Linked DNA regions of Danio rerio: region 2 is linked to region 1. The links are chromatin contacts, called in public Micro-C maps. All regions are on one chromosome and are shown on one strand. Each heading gives the region's core, a stretch centred on a gene start, on an enhancer-like site or on the middle of the called end of the contact. The rest is flanking DNA. Distances are from core to core; before and after follow the strand shown.

Evidence for each region. A called contact is a pair of places that touch in the nucleus more often than the background predicts.
Region 2: a Micro-C map of caudal fin shows a contact between it and region 1, with 3 times the contacts expected there. The contact joins the promoter of moxd1 here to the promoter of epha7 in region 1. A contact is called at or near these places in 2 of 18 Hi-C or Micro-C datasets (caudal fin and an unstated tissue) and 1 of 4 datasets of contacts at active chromatin or transcription factors (embryo).

Annotation. Positions count from the first base shown.
Region 1 is chr20:27,634,705-27,640,411 of GRCz12tu, reverse strand. It overlaps epha7 (eph receptor A7), which reads left to right and starts at 2,266. Exons shown (of 18, transcript NM_001044979.2): 1 at 2,266-2,431; 2 at 3,782-3,846; 3 at 5,026-5,695. The coding sequence starts at 2,338.
Region 2 is chr20:27,896,232-27,902,191 of GRCz12tu, reverse strand. It overlaps moxd1 (monooxygenase, DBH-like 1), which reads right to left and starts at 1,504. Exons shown (of 12, transcript NM_001045206.2): 1 at 1,235-1,504. The coding sequence starts at 1,504. LOC141379239 (a long non-coding RNA gene) reads left to right here. Exons shown (of 3, transcript XR_012395707.1): 2 at 5,624-5,717.

The sequences.
Region 1 (5,707 bases), core at 1,017-3,516:
TTCACAGCAAGAAAGTCACTGTTTCAAGTTCCGGCTGGGTCAGTTGGCATTTCTGTGTGGAGTTTGCATGTCCATGTGGGTTTCCTCCACAGTCCAAAGACATGCGCTATAGGTGAAATGGGCAAACTAAATTGGCCGTAGTGTATGTGTGTAAATGAGTGTCTATCAGGGTGCATCCACGTTTTTGCTACTAAAATTTCAAGAATTTTCCATTTTTTTCCCAAGACTTTCAAGTAAATTTTCAAGAACTAATTTTTCATACAATGTCTACGTATGCGTAGTAAAAACAATACATGTTAAAATTTATTACAGCATATTGTAAAACACGCAACAATTTATTCAGTTACATTTATATTTATTAATTCATTTACTTATTTATTCATTTTCTTTTCAGCTTAATCCATTAATTAATCTGGAGTCGCCACAGTGGAATGAACCGCCAACTCATCCAGCATATGTTTTGAGCAGCCGTTGCACTTCCATCTGCAACCCATCACTGGCAAAACATCTATACACACTCATTCACACTCATACACTACAGAGAACTTTAGCTTACCTATACCACATGTTTTTGGATTGTGGGGAAAACCGAAGCACCCAAAGGAAAACATGGGGAGAACGTACAAACTCCATACAGAAATGCCAACTGACCCAATCGAGGCTTGAACCAGTGACCTTCGTGCTGTGAGGCGATTCTGCTACTCCCTGTGCCATAGTGATGCCCAATTTATATTTATATCTATAAAAATGTATTTAGATAATGCTTACACATTAATATGCATTATTAATGCGAGAGTGTATGATTAACCAAGGACAAAAAAAAAATAAGTAAAATCAACTAACCTATATTCAAGTATACACATAAACGGCGTTTTCCATTACTTTTCCAAAACTTTGTGGGTTTTTCTGTTTTTCCAAAACTTGTCCTGGAAAATGCCATGTCAAAATTCCATGACTTTTCCAGGTTTTCCATGACCGCATGAACCCTGGTCTATGGGTGTTTCACAGTGTTGGGTTGCAGCTGGAAGGGCATCCTCTGCGTAAAACATATGCTGGATAAGTTGGCAGTTCATTCTGCAGTGGCAACTCCTGATAAATAAAGAGACTAGGCCGAAGGAAAATTAATGAATGAATGGATATTGTTAGTTTATTTTAACTGACTGCATTGACTAATGTTAACGTGCACAATTTTGCATTTAATGCATTAGTAAATATTGAAATATGATTAATAACAAGTATTGCTTATTTGTAGCTAACAAATGAAACCTTATCATAAAGTGTGACCATATCATCTATGTTAATGTTAATTAATAAAAGATGTCATGTTTATTTATTTATTTCTTGTAGTGCTGGTACTCACTGACTTGCATTTTATGGAATCATCAATGATCACAATTTTGTAGGGAGCAAATCAGCCACATCTCAGGGAGGCCTGAGAGTGAGTAAAATCTTAGGATAATATTATCATTTTTGGGGTAACTATCCTTTTAACTGAGATCTATCTATCTACAATTAACAAAACAATAAAGAAAAATAAATAAATATCTTAAGCTAGATGTGAGCATTTAGATCTATTTCTATTTGACCTTTACGGAAATCGTTTGATTGCTGCAACTCGTGCAGGTTAGTGACAAAACAAAAAATTGCAAGCTCAAAACAGCTGCCAGACAAAACAGGTTATGATGATGTTTAATGGTTTACCTGCTGATGATGTAATGCTTTTCAATGACTTGAGAAAAACATGAACGTTTCATCGGATGTCGTGACATGCTTGAGTGCCCTACCCACGGTTCAAGTCTTATCTTGATAGAGTAGACTTCTGTGTTTTAAGTGCTGTGACAGGGAAAGTTTCCTCACCCGCTCTCAAAGATGTTTTGATATTTTCTCTGTAACTGACTGAATTCATTAAGCCACGTTTAACTGTTCATAAAACGTTATTACCTTTTAGTTCATTATTTCCAGTCGAACTTTACAGCATTGCTTAGTCTTTCTTGAAATAACGACAGCAAACATTGTCCGACAACGTTTAATCCTAGAAGTCCGAGAACCCCACGCTTGTCTGTTTTAGACTAAAATTAAGGATCCGCCTTCGCTTTAAGCTGATTCGCCCGTGTTTTTACACGAAAGCCTTTCGCGCGCCAAAGGTGGGTGTGCTCTCTGTCAGTCAAGATAAGTGACACGCCGAATGCGCTAAGCCCCGCCCCCCAAATGCCGAGGTATTTGAGTGAGAGACGGCTGTTTTATTCACCCAGAGAGCTGGTGCTGGAGCGTAGTCAATGGGAAGGGAACGCCGCGTTGGAAAAAGCGCACACTGTTTAGCCAACTTTCAACTACACCATGGTTTGCACCTCAGTTTCGTGTGTGTGGATTATATTTTGCCTTCATTTATGTTTTTATGTGAACACTGGAATAGCACAGAACACAAGAGAGGGTGAGTGCGAAAGTTTCCTTTATTGCATCTTGACAGCGCGAACAAATCATTAGTTACAGCAGATACTGTATCGACAATGTGACAGACAAACAGATAATTGTTTTTATCACACATTAGACAATGATATGCGCCTGTCTCTGATAATGCGAGTATTTTTATCCCTGGCGCATAGACTTTCGCCAAGACACGAAGACGAGTGATTTACAACTGCACAACGCGACTAAAAATGAAAACACAGACAGCAGTTTTTATCTGGTTAAGATACCCTCACCTCCATGTATCTTCTGGTTATCAGCTGCTCGTTTGTCGTGCTTTCCATTCAGTGCAGTGAAACAACAGCAATATCAAACTTGAAAAAGATCTGCTTGTGGCTTGTTAACCAGCCCGGCAGAATACGGACAATTCTGCAACTGGACTGCGACATGTGCGATCAGCTTCAGTTAGTAGAAAAGGAATTGTCCGGGATGAAAACCTCCTGCAATCATACAGCAATCGAACTGCTTCATTACCAAGTTATCGAGCAGATAGCCTACAGAATTAACACACAGATCGCTGTGTTATTATTACAGCAGTTCTGTGTCTGAAGCTGCTGAAAATATGTATATCACACACTTCAGCATCGACTATAAAACATATAGCATGAACCCGAGGTATCGTTCGTCCGGACTGAAACCTGAAATTGATGAATCCCTCTGTGTACTTCCAATACATTGATCTTATGGCTGTTGTGTGTAGCTAGTTCAGTTATATGAGAAGAGTCCTGAAAAGGCAACACTCTCAGTTCCTCGTTTATTTATCGGATTATTTTGTATTTATTTATTAATTTTGGATTAAGATCGTGCTGTCTGTCCTATGCCCCCTTGAGAGTTTATAATTACAATTTCCCCTTAAGTCGTTATTTATTATAACTCATTCTCTTCAGTTTAGTCACTCGATCACTCAAAAAGCAGATAACAGTTCAGCGAAATGTATTTGACTAACAAAATAGCGATTAATTTCGCACGCGTTTTAGCCGGCGCGCGCGCATCCGCGTAATATTCTCACTGGTTTACACAAGGGAACTTTAGCGATTTTTCGATCGCACAGCTGAAGCGAAAGCGTGCCTGTCGGTTATATTGACACACGAACAGGTGTTGCGCAGGTTTCAGAGGTGTTGGGTGCTTATTGTCATAAATCTCCACCGCTGTCTGCTGAAAATGGGTCAAACTCGCGCGCTCGCTCACGTTTCGTCTGTGTCTGCGCTCGCTCGCGATGTAAAATGCTTCTGGAATATGAACGAGATGTCTGCCAAACATTAATCACAATTAAAGATGCATTATTGTAAGTGTTCACTTTGTGTGTCGTCGGCAGTGATCCTGCTGGATTCAAAGGCGCAGCAGACAGAGCTGGAATGGATATCGTCTCCTCCAAGCGGGGTAAGCTGGAAACTTTGCAACTTTTGCTTATTGCAACTAACATTTATGATTTTCTGCAATGCGCGTACTTCTTGTGGCATTTTAATAACAACCTAAAATTATGCGGCGGAGTAATATGTTGCTTTTCTCAGATGTGAGCCTTTATACATGAATGTTTCTAAACGGTAAACAATAAATAATTTAGTTTTGCTTTATATGAAGGTGGTTTTGTTTCTTATAAAAGTTGTTTGTGAGCTCTAAACTACTTTTTACAGGCGTTTAAAATAAAAGTTAATTTGCTTTAACTAAAGACATCTAATTGAGCCTTTGCTGAACTTTGTAAATTAACTTATTTTCTTTGTTATACTGCTTTTGTTGTTTAAAAAAGACTTGAAAGATTAAAAAAAATTGTTTAAACATAAAAATCATAAATAATGTGTAGCAGCAATTTACAAGTATTAGTTATATTAGGAACAAAAAAATATTATTTTGACCTGCTGTTTTTACTGGATTAAATAGTTTTAATTACTTGTAAATGCTTTTGTAGTTTATATTTTTATTAATTTGTCTTGTAATAAGTGCTGTAATGTTCTACTAAACTTTTCAGAATTACTTGAATTCAAAGTTTGCAAAAAGTATTGTGCATGTGTTTGTTTAATTAATAAAGATGTGGCTAGGATACATATAAGCATTTTAGGAAAACTTGTAAAAACACCAAAAATTATGTTTGCTTTATACCCTTAAAACATTTTTTTTTCCATTGTAGTTACTTTTTTATGTTGACTGTGTACATTGTTACATTGTTGTTTATAAAGCTTTGCAGGATTTATTAAAAAGTATATATATATATATATATATATATATATATATATATATATATATATATATATATATATATATATATAAATCTATTTTAAGATGCACATTATTTTCACATTTATTGGCTGATATCAAGAAAAAAAAATCACTAAAATAAATATTTTAGGTGAATACACTCAACAAAGACACCGATTAAACTGTGTTAATTTCAGCGATTTGAAAAATGTAGCAGCTGGCTGCAGATGAATTCATTCAGATCATCTTTATATCCCGCATATTTTCACACAGAGACTGGTTTTAACACGCTGTAGCATTCTCCCTTGACGTTAGTTTTGAGCTTTTTAGTGTAATGATGATTAACTGCGTTTTCCTTTTTCTCAGTGGGAAGAGATCAGCGGCTTGGATGAAAACTACACACCCATTCGCACATACCAGGTCTGCCAGGTCATGGAGCCAAATCAGAACAATTGGCTACGGACTAACTGGATTGAAAAGGGCGATGCCCAGAGGATTTTTGTGGAGCTGAAGTTTACCTTGAGGGATTGTAACAGCCTTCCAGGGGTGGTTGGCTCTTGCAAGGAGACGTTCAACTTGTACTACCAGGAAACCGATGTGGAGGTGGGCAGGAATATAAGGGAGAGTCAGTATGTGAAAATTGACACTATAGCCGCGGACGAGAGTTTCACTCAGGGTGACCTGGGGGAAAGAAAGATGAAGCTCAACACAGAGGTGCGTATAATCGGGCCCCTTTCTCGCCGAGGCTTCTACTTAGCCTTTCAGGATGTAGGCGCCTGCATTGCTTTGGTCTCCGTCAAAGTGTATTATAAGAAGTGTTGGTCGATTATTGAGAACCTGGCCACGTTCCCAGATACAGTGACAGGTTCGGAGTTTTCATCTCTGGTGGAAGTGGAGGGCACATGCGTCAACGATGCAGAGGAGGAGGCCGACAATTCTCCCAAAATGCACTGCAGCGCAGAAGGAGAATGGCTGGTGCCCATTGGGAAATGTATATGCAAAGCTGGATTTCACCAGAAGGGAGATGCATGTGAACGTGAGTACTTTA
Region 2 (5,960 bases), core at 255-2,754, 260 kb before region 1:
CTTTGATCAAATTGTTTGGTCAGCGGCATCGACAAATGGCCTATTTTTTTTCAATACACATTTGTAATGGATACAGTATGTTTTAGAACACAATGTGTCATCGTTTATGCGTACAAAACTAAAACAGCAAGATATAGTGTCAAGGAGGTTTTAATGAAAGATTGCTAATGAACAGTGCTGAATACTAACAGTAAACATCTATGACTGCTGTATATTTCCAACAGCTGGATGGGGATTATAATGAGCAGGGAATGTGGCCAGCAGGTGTGTGTGAATATGTTTAAACATTGCCCTGCTTTCTTCTGAAACAGTGTTGTGTGTTTAAGTGCTGTCTGAATATAATCCAGGGTCAGCCGTATGCAGTCAGGTCAGTGGGTCATTGTCCATTACAACAGATTTCAGGACACAAAAAGCTATATTTAAATCATCAGACAGGGGACTTTAGTGTTGCTCACAATTTTGAAATATAATTATATAATGTTCCAATACATTTAGATTGCATGTATGTACTACACTGCAGTATTACATACTGAAATATTATTACTTGCATATGTTTTTAGCTCTATTTTGTAATGTGATTTATGGAAGGCAAAAATATGCATATGAAAATAAAAGCTTTGGACTATATTATATGACTAATAGGTATAAGACTCCCATTTGAAGTAATAAATTAGTAAGTACTGTTATGTTATATTTTAAGATGCAATATTTTATTATACAAGTTGTGTTTTCATTTTTTTTTTTTTTTTTGGTTAATTTTATTTGCCAATCCAAACTAATTATTAGCTGTTTATGATGTGTATAACTGTTATGTTTAAAAAAAAACACATATTATGCAAACAATATGTTTAAATAAGTTGAATAAGGTAATGCTAATGTTTGCCCTCTCCCCACTTTAAAAATAAAGTTTACTTTTAATTGTCATTCATTCATTATAACCAGTAGATATGGTTGTAAATAGAGGCAAAGACGTCATCTCAATCTTTATCCTATTTTTTTTCTTAGGCTGTTTAAAACTTTGGAATGTTTAAATCACAAATCCATAAACACTTTTTATTTTGAAAGAAAAAGCAAGGCAAATAAGACTTCATTCCCGTAGTTAAAATTGCAATAATCCGACACAACAAATATAAAAAACAACAATTGTACACTGGGACAGTCTAAACTGTACACAGCCCACTTTACAATTAAACGAGAGATGCGTTGGCAGGCAAAGGTGTGTGCGCACGCTTACCAGCAGATATGGGCTTCCGTTGAGCACACCGCCTATAACGATATCAGACGAAGACATCGCACCGGTGGGTGACAAACCGAATCCCACATACCCCCTCGTTTCCACTTCTATCTCAAAAGTTATCGTGGACTCGTCAAATCCCCACTTAATGTTGTATCTCCTCTCCGCATCCAGAGCAGCTGAATGAACAAACCGTGTCCCCTGTGAGCATGTTGAGCAAAAGAGTGAAGTTAAGAAAACAATTGCGCAAAAAAGCTTATTTTCAGACATATCGAGCTTAATCGCAAACAGTTCCTACTGCACTCAGGCACGCTTTTTATCCATAGAGCAGTTTATGGAAATATGCAACTTCCGAGGGCAAGAGTGTTTGTTTGCTTTGGTGCATTGGAGGCGAATGAGCCTTTCAAGCTTTGGCAGCCTCCCACCGCTGAACTGTTGAAACTTGTGTGTTTCCCCTTTGATGTGGAAAGACATTTAGCTGAACACCGTGTCGACGAGCGCGCGACGCGACACAAGTTCAACGACCACGTTATTATAAAACCGCTGCCTTCCAGACATTATAACCGACGGTGCTTTTACAACACACCGTTATAACACAGAGTAATTGTATTTCAAGTCCATTGGTTAGAACCGCTTAAATGTTGGATATTTTGACCATATTCAGGGTTCAAATACCGTTCATCAATTTTATTTTGGCTGTTGAAGCATATCATAAACTTAAAATATTATAGTTAATAGCATATTACATTAATTAATTAATGTAATAGCAATTAAAAAGTAGCCCATATTGTATTAATCTAGACATCCTATATACACAACGACAACAACAACAACAACAACAACAACAACAACAACAACAACAACAACAACAACAACAACAGGCCTTTGTAACTCCTACAGTACAATATTTAATTTTTTAAAGTCTGAGAACAAGACCTCCTTGGTACTCCTGTGGTGCTCAACCAGCATTTACAGAGACACATTATAAGTCTCAAAATGACTATAAACAATTAAAAATGAGATAAAATGATCATTAAAGTAAGCATGCAATAAATAAATAAATGTATATTTATAAAATTTTTTATTTATTTTTTAAACAAATAAGCGCTAATAAAAATACAATACACCAAGCCAATATTTTGTATTTACAATATGTTTGTGAGTGTGAAATACTGTGTATACTGTATGTCACTGTAGTGCAACGTGCATTCAGCATGTGAAGATAACACATAAGAAGTGCACAGCTTTGAAAAACTGTTTAGCATTCACAATATCAGCATTTTTGAACTGAGCAAACATCATATTTGTACAGTTATCTCTTACTCTGGAAAACAACAACAAAAATTTAATCACTGTACCAGTTGGACAAGTAAATCAAGTAAGGCAACTTGTCTATGAATTTTGGCAACTTGTAAACTTTTTTGTGTGAGAGAGAAGAGTAAAAATTAGGCAAAAGTTTGTAAATATGTATGTATATATAAATCCACTTCATTTGAATCAAACCAAGACATCAGAAACTTAGATCTTTATAAATACACACCTCAACATAAGTTATTTCATAAAAATTAGGAAATATGATGAGAACTATATGGAAATATAGTGGAGTATGTGAATGTTGCCCCTTTTTATCAATACATGCTTCTATTCTATTCTATTCTATTCTATTCTATTCTATTCTATTCTATTCTATTCTATTCTATTCTATTCTATTCTATTCTATTCTATTCTATTCTATTCTAGCTGTAATTCTGTGGCATTGTATTTGTGAATAATGACTGCCATCTAGTGGGGATGATGCATAGGCTTGTAAAATGAGTACATTCATTCATTAAATCCTATTCAGAGTGAAGGCAACATGATGCTGATTTTCAGATCTGTAATAATTGAAGCGTTATGGATGGAATATGGATGGATCTGGTTTTCAGTGTTTGGACTTTCAGCAGTGAAAATTAAACCGAACTGAACTGAATTGAACTTGAACTCTGAAAACTGGACTGACACAGTTAAAATGTCAGTTGAGCTGTTTTGACGATCTACATTGTAAAAGCGCTAGAAATAAAGATGAATTGAATTGAATAGATGCTGTCTTGAAAACAGATCGAGTCTGTCAACATTTTTTTCTAAAAAAAACATGAAACATCATACATTCTTTTACATTTTTGAAAACTTGAGGCCTCTACGTTTGTTATGCCACTCTGATCAATGTCCCAAATCCTCAACTCTTATTTGTTTTCCCTCGGACCACGTTTTGTAGGTTTATCTGAATACACTAGAGGGCAGTAGAGTACAGCGATTAACTATTCAGCGATAATACCCTTTTCCCAATGGCTTGAGTTCAAACTCCAACAGATGAACGCGAACAGGGTCCGACACGATTTTACCACCTGCTGGGAAACCTCTTCCTCCAAAATTGCCTACAGAGAGTTGCTCTTGTAACCAGAATCTAAGATTTAATTGATGTAAAATATTAATGCTAAGTATACTGAAATCCATAACTGTTGGGTTTGACATTTTCTCTATAAAATACTAGAATATTTACTCTGTAATGTCTGTGCAAGGACTTCTAGAATTCACAGGATTCCAAATACCCCTATTTACCTTGGATTTAAAATTAAATAGACTACTTGTCGAATAAATGTTGTTTCTGTGGGCAATTAAGGTATTTGGTGAAACTGTTGAAGATATTATCATGGGAGGTTTGTTAACATGGTGTGTTATCAAACTGATAATTAAGGAGTTTTAGTGCACTAACGAAGTTTTCAAGTCTTGATGTGCAATAGTGTTAATTCCAATAAGGTGGTGTTTGGATCTTGGAATGAAGCGTGAAATTGCTTTTCTTTTGGAAATGTAGAGCACTCCTCAGCCAAAGTTTTAAGGCAGTTAAGAAACAACTTTCCTTAATTTCTTCACCAAAAAGCCTTAATGCAGAGCTAGAAATCGCTTTTGATTGCTTTTGAAAAAAGTGACTTGTCTCTTCAGGTGATGCGGTTTTCCTCTCTGGAGGCCTCCAACAGCGTTTTGAGAACTTCTTCATGGCGATTGACCCATATTCCTACAGTATATTAGGCCAATAGACATTACTGTATTTGCACAGCTCTTTCATAGACACTGTAAGTATCTAAAGCTGAATGGGTGCTTTCAGTTGCATATAATATGCAGCATAATTGACTTCACAAGCCTGTGTGGAGTTAAACTGCTGATAATGGCTTCTGACTATTCAGCGGAACTTTCTATATGCATCACATTGAAGACATTTAGCCTTCATTAGATGTGGCTTCTCAGATGGAGATTAGCATACTGTCGTAGTAAGGCACATGGACACAAGCTGAACTTTCATTGTAAAATGGATTTGAAATAGGACAATATTTCAGAGTAAAATAATTACAGTAAACTTCTCATTTTAAGTGGGGTGTGGGTAGGATAAGATGTAAAGTAACTATATTTATACACAGCTGAAGTCAGAATTATTAGCCCCCCTTTAATTTTTTTTATTTTTTAAAGATTTCCCAAATGATGTTCAACAGAGCAAGGACGTTTTCACACTGTTTAGTAATATTTTTTTCTTCTGGAGATAGTATTTGTTTTTTTTTCGGCTAGGATAAAAGCAGTTTTTATTTTAAACAACAACAAAAAAAAAAACATTTTAAGGTCAAAATTATTAGACCCTTTAAACTATATATTTTTTAATGGGGTGGGGGGGCTGGGGGCAATTGAACCAAGTGTGAAAGCACCATTATTGATCTGATCTGAACCAACACAGTCTCAAAGCTGCTTTAGATCAGAATTTGAATTTCACTTTTTCTCTATAAAATATGCGTTATAGTGCTCGCATTAAATAAAGCCAAATAACTTTAGTATATAGTTAATTAAGATTCCAGGTTGTTTCAGGACTTTATGACTTTCTATGGTCAGACTCCATAGAGACTGAGACCACAGAGAGTGAACTTGCACATCCTCGCACCTGCTTTTTGACAGGCATACACACACTCACACACACACACACACACACACACACACAGCTCTGACTCACAGACAGACCCACTGTGGAAGGTTCAAAAGGTCTCTGAGGGCAGCCGAGCCTCTCTAAACATGCCTCCTGTCCCCGTGTCTTTCCATCCTGATGAATCTTTCTGTCTGTATTTGACTCGATGTCTCACACTCGCTGCTCTCTTAGTCTCTCCTCTTGCTCTGTTTCTGCCTCTCTGATGCTTTCCAGTCTGTCTGCATTACTGTCGTTTTCCTAGTGTTTCTCTCTCTCTCTCTCTCTCTCTCTCTCTCTCCTTCTCTCTCTTTCTCACCCCCTCTGATTAACCCCAGGCCCCCGCTGAGCTGACTGCCAGACGGAGCCATTTAATTTTTACTCGGATCCTTTTCATTTCTCTCCTCCAGGCATATCCCTCCATCACCTCAGAGTGGATAAAATACGAGCAGCTTTCAGGGGACACTCTCTCCGCAAGAGGAGACTCGCTTTCACACACGAAATGTAAGTTATGTATGAACTTGGTAATTTTTGTTGTCTTTTATAGCGAGTCACATGAGCTACTGTTGTTTTAATGTTCAATCATCTTCATTTGCCATCTGTTTCGCAATGCATAATTGGAAATACCTGTGCATGCATTTTTTAGACTCCACCAACCCCCACGATACTCCCCTAAATGTGTGAACAAAGAGGGATTATAGATATAACTAAATTTCTCAATAAAACACCTCTCTCTCAAAAAACAAA